Linked DNA regions of Pan troglodytes: region 1 is linked to region 2. Evidence: chromatin contacts called from public Hi-C data. All regions are on one chromosome and are shown on one strand. Each heading gives the region's core, a stretch centred on a gene start, on an enhancer-like site or on the middle of the called end of the contact. The rest is flanking DNA. Distances are from core to core; before and after follow the strand shown.

The links. Hi-C and Micro-C count contacts between places; a contact is called where the count stands out from the background.
Region 1: a contact with region 2 is called in a Hi-C map of stem cell-derived neural progenitor cells, with 2.6 times the contacts expected there. The contact joins two enhancer-like sites. A contact is called at or near these places in 3 of 7 Hi-C or Micro-C datasets (induced pluripotent stem cells and stem cell-derived neural progenitor cells) and 1 of 1 datasets of contacts at active chromatin or transcription factors (stem cell-derived excitatory neurons).

The regions. Positions count from the first base shown.
Region 1 is chr10:132,160,689-132,166,317 of NHGRI_mPanTro3-v2.0_pri, reverse strand. The region is part of intron 2 of TMEM132B (transmembrane protein 132B); the gene reads right to left. Among named protein-coding and RNA genes, the nearest start is that of TMEM132B, 180 kb to the right of the region's middle. Within about 2 kb of position 2,712, at least 14 of the 24 cell types and tissues checked have an H3K27ac peak or open chromatin away from gene starts, as enhancers often do. A contact at or near this core is called in stem cell-derived neural progenitor cells, where this site is marked.
Region 2 is chr10:132,024,162-132,030,008 of NHGRI_mPanTro3-v2.0_pri, reverse strand. The region is part of intron 2 of TMEM132B (transmembrane protein 132B); the gene reads right to left. Among named protein-coding and RNA genes, the nearest start is that of TMEM132B, 45 kb to the right of the region's middle. Within about 2 kb of position 2,093, at least 9 of the 24 cell types and tissues checked have an H3K27ac peak or open chromatin away from gene starts, as enhancers often do. A contact at or near this core is called in stem cell-derived neural progenitor cells, where this site is marked.

The DNA.
Region 1 (5,629 bases), core at 1,463-3,962, 140 kb before region 2:
CCTTTGCCAATGCAATTAAGTTAAGGTTTTCAAGATGAGCTCATTGGATGACGTAAGTCCAATGACACCCACCCTAAAACCAATGACAGACGTCCTTATAAGAGAAAGGACAGGGAGACTTGAGACACACAAAGACATAGGAGAAGGCCACATGAAGACGGGAAGAGTTGGGGCGATGTGTCTACAAGCCAAGGAACGCCAAAGATCACTGGCAACACCAAAAGCTGGAAAACCGGCCTGGGACAGCGCCTCCCGCAGTCTTCAGAGGAAACAACAGGGCAACACCTTGATTTCGCCTCCAGAATGTGTGAGAATCAGTGTCTGTTGTTTTAAGCCACTGAGTTAGTGGTAACTTATTACAACACCCACAGGAAACTAACGCACATTATAAACAACAAAACATCATTCATCCTGGCTAGTCTGGGCAATCCGAAATCGCTCAGAGAATATCCTTTGTTCTCTTTCTTGTTTTTTGTTTTTTGTTTTTTAAGGCAGTTCATTATTTTCCAACACACAAAGTAACCAGAGAAAGGAAAAACTAATATTGTCCAGTCTTAGTGGCTGTTGCAAAGAGAAGCCACTTTAGTGAATCTGTAAGACGAGTTTTTAGCGTGTTTAAACAGCATGACCTCAGACGCCTTCAACATCCCTTTTACAATCCTGTTGAATCTCCAAGTGCTTGGAAACTCCTTTCCACCTACCAAAGCACTCTACTGTCTTAAAAAAAAAAAAAAAAAAAAAAAAAAAAAGCCAACTCTCTGAATTAATTTCTCAGATGACATAAGGGTCCCCGTGACGCAGGAAGTGCAGAGCTATGAAGAAATGCAGTGGGTGGAGGGCACAGCCTGCTTCTGAGGAGCTGCGCTTAATTGAGAGAATATGACAAAAGTCTGTGGGAAAAAAATTGATGAAGAATAAAAGAAAGTAAAATATGTATTGTTCACTTGCCTGCTACAAGAGGTGCCAGATCTCAGAGGAAGAAGAGATGAATAATTGGCTGGCAGTTATCACAAGCTTATCAGTAGCATCCAATACATAAAATAATAATAATAATAGTCATTGCTAGGAATTTGTCACATATCTACTGAGTGCCAGTCACTGTTCTAACTACATTAACATGTATAAACATACTAAGTAACATGTTCTGATACATGGATTAACAAGTTTTAAATGTATTAACATGTATTATTAGCTCTTTAGACATTTATTCTTTACACAATCCTATGAGCTAGAGTATTATTTTCATATGGTATATTAATACTATTATATAATTATTACCTAAATAAATTTGGGCAGGGCTCAGCGGCTCACGTCTGTAATCCCAGCACTTTGGGATGGCTTGAGGTCAGGAGTTAAAGAGAAGCCTGGGCAACAAGTGAGACCTCAGCTCTACAAAAAAAATGTAAATAAAAAATAACCAGGCAAGACAGCAAGTGTCTGTAGTCCCAGCTACTTGGGAGGCTAAGGTGGGAGGATCGTTAGAGCCCGGGAGGTCAAGGCTGCAGTGAGCTGAGATTACGCCACTACACTCCAGCCTGGGCGACAGAGCAACACCGCATCTCCAAATGTATCAAATAAATAACTTGTAATAATATAGCCATTTTATAGATTCAAAAATGAAGGCACAGAGAGGTCAAAAAACTTGCCTAAGGTCACACAGCCAGTAAGGGGTGCAGCCAAGAGTGGGCCCCAGAGTGTGGGCTTAACCCCTGCTCTGCCGGGTCCTGGCATCTGTACGGCTCCTGCTCCTCTTCCTCAGCTTGGGGAAGAGACTCAGCTTCTTCCTGGTGAGCCACATGTGAGCTGGTTCCAGATTTCACCCGGAGTAAAGGGCTCATGTGCTGCTTTTAACCACAGTGCGACCTCGAAACCCGTGGACTAAAAGCCACGGAGAACTCGGGAAAGAAACAGCACCTCCCCTTCACACAGACCCCAGGGCTCCGCCGTGGACCCCACCCTGGGTAAAAACCCTTAACAGCAGCCTTGGGAATCTTGGTGCGGAGGAAAAATACAAAGCCTCAGTCCCCTTTTCCTGGAATGCAATTCAGAGCTTGTCCTGTGTCGCTCAGAGTCAGCGGAGGACGAAGCGGAATCCTGGGGCAGCAACGCGGAGGAGGGGACCGACCCAGGAGCCCGGACTGAGCCCACCCGGGCCAGGCCCTCCCCGGCGCTGTCCCCGCCCCGCTCCCCGTCCGGCTCCCTCCTCCGCAGACCCCGGGCCTCGCGGGCAACACCGCCACCCAGTGGCCGCCGCCGCCAGCGCTGCACGAGGAGCCGGTGGTGCATCCGTCCCCTCTTCCAGAGATGAAACCCCGATTTGGGCGGTTTAGGGCAATCTGGGGACTTTCACCAAGGCCCACTGCTGCTTTCCAACAGAAACCCCTTAAACAAAGCGCGACTACTCTATGGGACCAGATTCTTTGTTTGCAAATCACACAAACCCAAACCAGGATAGGCTTAGGGGAGAAAGGGAGTCACTGTCCCCAAACCATCAGCCTGGACAGAGGAGACCACAAGTGGCAGCCAGCACCCCGTGGGTTCTCTGTGCTCCGGAAGAACATGAAATTCTATTTGGAAGCGGGGACGCACCCACACCACACGCATCCCGTGACCCGGAGAAACACCTGGGTTTTCCATCAGTCCAGCGTGACACAGATCGTCGGACCACAGCGACGGCCGCCGAACAATGGCCACAGGCTGCCAGCAGGGCTACTGCATTGAAACCCTCTCTCCCCTTCCCTTTGTCCACTTCCATCACCCTGAGAAATCACAAAGTGGAGAACTGATTTTTGCCTGTATCTGTCGCATTCCTTCCAGTGAAGATCGGGTAGTTTTATGAAAGGGCTTTTTCTTCCCTTTGTGTTCAGAGGTATTCACTCCACGGGGAAAATCTCTCTAGTCCCTGGCCTGAAAGCTGTTCCTGTTGTTTCCTTTCATTGGCCACCTGAATGTCAAGGGGCCGGGGCTGGGGGAACACTTTAAAAGGCCAATCTCAAGAGAGATGAATACGGCCTGTGTCAGTGACAATGAGTGGCTTGGGGACAAAGCCACGACAGCTCTGAGACATCTGTTAGGGAATAGTCCCAGGAAAGTAACCAGCCCATTGTCCCATCTCGTTCCAGCCAAAAGCCACTCAGACCTTATCATCCTCCTCAAGTCAGTGCCTCATAGGACCCCAGACCCAAGGGTGGAGGGAGCTTGGGTTCTAGAGAAGGAGGCTTGGGCTAGAAAGTCAGCCTGCCTCTTGCCTGGCTGGGCTGCCTGCTGAGTGACTCAGCCCTACTTAGCAAGACAAGAATACCATCTGCCTCCTGGGGTTCTGTCACATTCAATGGGATGGATCAGGCACACTCATTTGTCTAAGTCAGCTTGGCCAGCTGTAACAAATCCATCATAGGCTGGGAGGCTTCAACAACAGATATTCATTTCTCACAGGTCTAGAGGCTGGAAGATCAAGATCAAGGCGCCAGCAGATTTGATGTCTGGTGCATGCCTTCTTCCTTATGGACATGCATTCTTGCCGTATCCTCGCATGAGGGAGGAAGCACTGGTACTTCTTTCTCTACTTATAAAAGCACTCATGGGGGCCCCACCCTCGCAACCTCACCTAAATCTAATTACCCCTCGAGGGCTCTACCTCCTGATACCATCACATTGGAGATTAGGGCTTCAGCAAATACATTTGGGGGTGGGGGAGAATGCGAACATTCAGTCCATAACAGTGTTCATTCAGTACCCATTAAGAGCCAGTCCTGTGCCCGGCACTGAAGTTGCAGGGAGGATAGAGCAAAGCAGCCCTGTCCTCACAGAGTTTAGTCTAGTTTGGAGCTGAAGAATGAACAAGCCATTCCAGTAAAGAAAAGCAAGAGTCATGAGGGCACATGTACCGAGGAGAGGCCCCAGTGCAGTCTTGAAGGAGCCAGAGAAAACAGCACCCGTAGTTCATTGAATGGTGCCCCCAAAACACATCCACCTGGAACCTTACTTGGAAATAGGGTCTTTGATGATGTAAGCAGATCATATTGGATAAAGGCAGACTTTAAATCCAATGACTGGTGACCTTAGAAGCAGAAGAGAGAATAGAGACAGGGAAGGTCATGTGAAAATGAAGTGAGAGACTGGAGTGATGGGGCCACAAGCCAAGGAATGCCTGGAGCCACCAGAAGCTGAAGAGGCAGGAAGGATCCTCCCTCCCCTAGAGCCTTCAGAGCAAGTGTGGCTCTGCCAACACCTTGATTTTGGACATCTGCCCTTCAAAAGAGAATAAATGTATGACGGATGCCCCAGGAGACTAACACAGTAGCCGAAGGACACGTGGAATAGCCAGGTCCCAGGTGGGGAAGAAGGCTCCCAGCAGAGGAAACAGCGTGGGCAGAACACAGAACCCTGCTGCAGCTGCAAGGGTCTGGTGGCTGGGCAGGAGTGAGGGCACCGTGCTGGGCTGGAAAGGGAGGAAAGGGCACATCCTTCAGGGCTGGCGGAGGCCACTGCATTGTGTTTGGACTTTATCCCAGGGTAATGGGAAGCCACCTGAGTGACTGAGGTCCCAGGTTCATGGCACCACTTGATATAACACGGTTAAGACATCACTCTGCTATTACGGAGAATGGACTAAAAGCAGGAAAGGCCAAGACAGGGAAATGAATGCGATGGCCCAGCCCCAAGGGCAGGGTGACTTTGTTTTACAAACGGGCCAAACACGGTCCTTGTAGACTGGCCCCAGGTTTACTTCTTCAGAGTAGGCTAGGGCCATCCATTCTCCAAGACCCCCCGGTGCCAAAATCAAAATTTTACACAACCCATTGTTTTAAATGTAGCCCAAAGAAGCAGACTCTTAGCTATGTAGAGCCCGCCTGCTTTATATATCCTGAGAAACTGCACCCAGCATCTGCCAGCCACAGATTTTTTTTAAAAACCTTGGGCTAGAGAAGACCCCAGGCAGCTGCTGCCCCTTGGAGCCCCCTGGCCCAGAGGCACCCAATGGTCCTGCTGTGTGACCTGGACACTTAAGCCCCCTCTCTAGCTCTCCTTTTCCCCAGGAGTTCCTTCTTCCTTCCTGGTTGGCTCGTGGCCCAGGTGATGGCCACAGTCTCTGGAAGTTCTCCTGCTATAGGAGATGTCCCCCGCATGCAACCTGTCAACATACTGCCCAAGTAAAAAAGCTCACTCTTCCTGATCGGGCCTGAAATCCTCAAACTCACTGCAGCCTCTACTGCAGAAAGGGCCACCAGGATGGAGAGGAAATGAAGAGATACTGGTAGGACTTGGACACCAATTAGCTATGATGGGAGGGGAGAGGGTGCTGAGAGAGGGAAGAAAAGACAAAGAGGCATTTTGAGCTTAGTCTTGGGCACAAGGGTGGACCCGTCACTGGGACAAGGGGGGTGGGTATTTGGGAGAAGGTGCTGAGCTCTGCTTGGGACGTATTTAGTCTTTGATATTTGTGGGCCCCCATGTAGAAATGAGTTAGATGCTGATGCTGGAGCTCAGGAGAGACCTGTGAGCTAGAGGGAGATTTGGGTGTCAGCAGAAGAGAGGTGGTGACAGAAGCCATTGGGAAAAGTGGCCCAAAGAGAAACATGCAGAGTGGGAAAAAGAGGAGGGAAAGAGAGCCTTGGTGGAGAGAGGC
Region 2 (5,847 bases), core at 844-3,343:
TGCCCAGCCATTAATGATGTAAAAATATCTCCATCTTACAGATGCAAAAATGCAGGCTGTCCTCCACTGGGACTCTTGGGAAGATCAAACAAAAGGCAAAGGCCCAACTCACGGATGAAGTTCTGTTGTTCTGTTTGTTAATTTCATCACTAAGAAATATTGATCTGGTCCCAATTCCAAGTACAGTAATGAGCACATAGTAGACACTCAATAAATATCTACTAAATGAACCCAATTCATCAGCAAATCTTGTGGCTCAAATTTCAGAATACACCCCACATCTCACTACTTCTCACCTCCTCTGCAGCAACCACTCAGTCCAAGCAGCCATTGTCACTTGCCTGGACTACTGCAGTAGCCCCTCAGGGCTTCTGCTCCTGTGAGTCAAAGCAGATCCCTCCTCGGCTCTAACCTGCCAACAGCTCCCATCTCACTCAGAGTAAAACTCAAAGTTCTAACCAAAGACTAGTTTGGTTAGAACTTTCACCGCCCTGGCCTCCTTTCCTCCTGCTGTTCTCTCACTCGTTCAGCCCAAAGAGTGAGGGAACAGCTCTCACTGGCCTCCCTTCCGTCCCTCGACCCTGCCAAGCACATTCCCACCTCAGGGCCTTTACACCTGCTGTTCCCTCTGCCTGGAACACTCTTCCCAAGATAGCCACCTGGCCTCCTCCCTTACCCCTTTAGGTCTTTGTTCAGATGCCACCTTCCTGACTCTGCTGTATAAAACTGCAAACCTGGCCGGGCGCGGTGGCTCACGTCTGTAATACAGCAATTTGGGAGGCCAAGGTGGGTGGATTGCCTGAGGTCAGGAGTTCAAGACCAGCCTGGGCAAACACAGTGAAACCCCGTCTCTACTAAAAATACAAAAATTAGCCAGCCATGGTGGTGAGAGCCTGTAATCACTGCTACTTGGGAGGCTGAGGCAGGAGAATCACTTGAACCCGGGAGGCAGAGGTTGCAGTGAGCCAAGATCACTCCACTGCACTCCAGCCTGGGCAACAAGAGTAAAACTCCATCTCAAAAAAAAAAAAAAAAAAAAAAAACCCGCAAACCCTCCTTCCTCCCCAGCCCTCCATCTCTGCTCGCCCACTCCATTTCCCCACAGCACAGACCACCAGGTAATGAACAGTGTGTTTAGTTATTTATTGTGTTCAGTATCCGTCTCTCTCCACCTTAATGCTAACCACAAAGACAGGGTTTTTTGCCTGTCTTTTTCCTGCTGATATCCCCAGCACCACGGACAGGGGCTGGCACAGTGCAGGTGCACAATAAAAATGTCTCGGAGAAGACAAAGGCAGGAAGGCAGGGAGGATGCAAATTGGAGGGAGTCTCCAGGAACAAGGCCGGCCACAGCGAGTTCAGAGCCCATTTTACAGAAAGGGAAACTGAGTCTCAGGTCAAGAGGCGAGGCCAACACTGCCCAGAATTCCCGATTTCTTGAGAAAAACCAGAAACCTGTATAGTAATATTGACAGCTCCCAATTTTTAAATGTTGGCAACTAATAAGAAAAGTCTGCAGGCCAGATATGGCCCAGAGGCAGCCAGCAGCCCTCCACCAGCCTGGAAAAGTTCTGATTCGCTGCTGCTTAGAGACAAGTTTTCTAGCAAAATAACATTTTCCATCTACACCACGCCTCCCCCTTCCCTTCCCTTGCCCAACCTACAGACTCGCAAAAAACAGGTTCCCCTCCCACCCGGCCCTCCCACCTCTGCCATCTCTCTGCCCAGGTGTCCCCCAACCCCACTGACCTGGCCCCCTCTGCTCGTCAGGAATGCTAGCAGCCTGCAGCAGCAGATGGCACAACTACAGAAAGGAAAAATACCAAGCCAAAGACATAAATACGTCGGCAGAGTACACAACACGGAGAGGACCCAGCAAACAAAGAGCCGCAGACTCCGGGAGCCAGGAGATGAGGTGCTGCCAGCCCCACTTCCAGAGTTCCAAAAACAAAGCCAAGACCCCTTGGAAGGCCCGGGGGAGTCACCCCAGGAGTGCCGGCTGCAGCCACGGCAGTATTTTCATGTGTCCATTTGCTGTGATGTGTTGAGAGCCCCGGCAGGAGGCATTCAGGACACAAAGCAGACATCTGAGGCATGATTTACTGAGTCACCCCTCCCGGGCACTGCATCCCGGACTCGGAGGCGTGGCCACAATGAGTAAGAGCCCCCCCCTCCCCAACGGGTTAATTCAGACCAGGCTCGGAGCACCGAGCAACTCTATCACCCTCAGTAATAAAATACAGCAAATCAAATTGGACTGTATTGATTTTTTATGTAACTATTTTAGGGCCGAAGCATAAGGAGAGGGTATTGATCAGTTAAGAGTCAAGGTGTCAGGAAAGGGAGACAGGAGCACCCTGGCTGCAGAACCAGCTGATTTAGCCAAGGGAAGGCACTGGAATTCAACTCCAAAGAACCCAGGCTTCTTTCTCTCCTGCCCCCAGCCGGCAGAGAATGGGCATTGAGAGTCCATTCTGCCCTGAATGGGAAGATGGAAAGCCATGCAGCTGGTGGAGCAGGAAAGCGATGACCAGCTCCTCTGAGCTCCTCTGCTTCATTTCTCTCCCCATGGCACTTGACATTGAAGTTCAGATTTCTTTGTCCACTGCTTTACTGTTGTCTTGCTCTGCAAGAATGACAGAGTGTGGGATTTGTCTCTTTTGTTCCCTGCTGTGTCCCAAGTGCTTAGCCCCGATTTATACCTCTGTTCAATGAATGAATGAATGAGCTGGTTGCCATTTCTTGAGCACTTGCTGTGTGCCAGGCACTCTGCAAAGAACCGTGCAAGGATTCACATGCCTTCTGCCTGGAACCCCCTTCTCTCAGTTGGCTCTTTCTGGTCATTAAGGTCTCAAATTAGAAAACTGCCACCTCCTCTAAGAAGTCTTCCTGGATCGCACAGTCACTCTTCATCATATCGCCTTGCATTGACCATGAAAAACACAAATTAATGTCTGGGATTTTCCTGTGGCTGTATTTATGAGCTTCTTATTTGTCTCCTCATCATCACCCAACCTGCCCTAGAACACAAGCCCTGGAGATCACAGGCACCCAGGCCTGAGGGCAGGGAAATTGAGGCAAAACTCCAGGACAAGAAGGCACCATCGGGGCAGAAGTCATGAGCTCTGGGGAGGAGACCCTACCCTGCCATTCATGGATTGACTTATCTTGAGTCAGTCCCTAGGTTCCTCTGAGCCTCAGTGTCCCCATCTGAGGACACATCCTACCCCTCACTCAACAGTTGCCCAAGAATCCCATGAAATCCTGAAGTGAGAAACCACTTGGCAGACGGCTGATGGTTCATGATTCTTCTCTTTGCAGCTGTGATGGTTGCAGCATGTGTCCCCAGTCAGCCCTTCCTTTCTTGCCTCCTTTCCTGTCCTGGGACTCATGCCCTGTGCTAACAGCCTCAGGGCTGTTAGGCTGTTGTTGTTAGCACAACAATGGCATCAGCACGCCGTTGTTGTTTACAAACCTCTTTCTTGCTGAACCACCCAGCCTTGTAATGAGAACAGCCAGGGAGAATTTCGGCGCCCATTTTACAGATGGGAAAACTGAGTCTCACAGAGGCCAAGGGGCTAAACCAGTATTCCAAGATCTCCCAATTTATTGAGCAAAGACAGAAACTGGATTGTGACACTGACATCTCTGAATTTGTAAATCCTGGTGACTAACAAGAGAAGTTTGCAGCCATCCGCCTTCCAGGGGCCTTCCACATCTGCTGTTTCCACAAACGCCAAGTCCCTCCTGCCGAAGCAGGCCGGGGCTGCCGAATGAGGAGGTGGACTTTAGAAGGGACAGGTTTCAGCCAGGCATGGTGGCTCAACACCTATAATCCCAGCACTTTGAGAGGCCAAGGCAAGAGAATGTCTTGAGCCTGGGAGTCTGAGGCTGCAGTGTGCTATGACTGAGCCAATGCACTCCAGCCTGGAAACAGAGCAAGACCTCATTTCTAAAATAAATGGGGGTTGGGGGAGGGGCAAAATTCTCCAAACTCTGTTTCTCACAAAAAACCCAACTCTCCCCTTGACTCAAGACACATCCCTTAATCCCTTGGGTGCAAATCAGCCTCAAAATCCAATAAATTGCACCAAAACTTCAGTGCCCGTGAACTGAATGTAGTAGCTAAGAGAACCAACTCTGGGACAGACACACCAGGGTTCACACTTGCACCCCATCACTTATCGGCTGTGTGACTTTGCAAACCTCACATTGCCTCTCTGGGCCTCAGTTTGCGTATCTGTAAAATGGGACAAACAGAAGTCCCTACCCCATTAGGGTTGTTGAAGAATCCGTGAAATAAAATCTAACGAAGGGCTAAGAACACACAGTGTGCCCTACAGCAGGGTTAGTTATTGTGTTACTACTAATTCTGAGGTTCATGATTCTTCTCTTTGCAGCTGTGATAGCTGCAGCACGTGTCCCCAATCAGCCCTTCCTTTCTTGCCTCCTTTCCTATCCTGGGACTCATGCCCTGTGCTAACAGCTTCACGCATCAGCACACCATTGTTATTTACGAACCTCTTTCTTGCTGAAGTCCCCAGCCTTGTAATGAGAACAGCCAGGGAGAATTTTGGGGCCCATTTTACAGATGGGAAAACTGAGTCTCACAGTGGCCAAGGGGATAAACCAGTATTCCAGTGCATGAGACCAAAATTCGGCCTGCCAAAGTCTTGCCCTTCAACATAGCCATCTAATCACTCAGGGGCACAGAATTTGAAAGGACTCCCAGTTGCCTACAGAGTTGACTCTGATGTGTTTGATTTCTACGGCTCTAAGCCTTAGTTTGCGTTAATACATTTATTTGTTGCAAAGAGAGAGGGAACAGAAAGGAAGTGAAAGACTCGGCAAAGGCTAGCACATCAAAGGAGCTTAACGACTACCCACCACCTGGGAGTATAAGCCTGGCTGGTTCAGAGGCCGGGCCACACCATTCCGCACAAGGCTAGAGAGTGAAATTTGGTTGCGTGAGGTGCTGGGTAAGACACAGACCAGTGCCTGGGCTGGGATCCTAATCCTGTGTGACCTCAGCCAAGTTACTTAGCATCTCTGGACCTCCAGATCCTCCCTTGTAAACTAGGAATAATGAGAGTGTCCACTTGCCAGAGTGGTGAGCATCCCATCAAGTTCATGCAGGGAAAGGCCTGGATGGTGCCTGCAGCACAGGAAGAAGCACCTGCTTTCATCACCACCCCTTCCCCATCACCATCACCATCACCACCACCACCCCTTCCCCATCACCATCACCACCCCTTCCCCGTCACTGTCACCATCACCACCACCACCCCTTCCCCTTCACCATCGCCACCCCTTCCCCATCACCATCACCACCCCTTCCCCATCACCACCACCACCCCTTCCCTGTCACCATCACCACCCCTTCCCCGTCACTCTCACCATCACCACCACCACCCCTTCGCCGTCACCATTGCCACCCCTTCCCCATCACCATCACCACCCCTTCCCCATCACCACCACCACCCCTTCCCTATCACCATCACCATCACCACCACCACCCCTTCCCCATCACCATCACCACCCCTTCCCCATCACCATCACCACCACCACCCCTTCCCCATCACCACCCCTTCCCCATCACCATCACCATCCCTTCCCTATCACCATCACCATCACCACCACCACCCCTTCCCCATCACCATCACCACCCCTTCCCCATCACCACCCTTCCCCATCACCATCACCACCCCTTCCCCATCACCATCACCACCCCTTCCCATCAACATCACCACCCCTTCCCATCACCACCCTTCCCCATCACCATCACCACCCCTTCCCATCACCATCACCACCCCTTCCCATCACCACCCCTCCCCATCACCATCACCA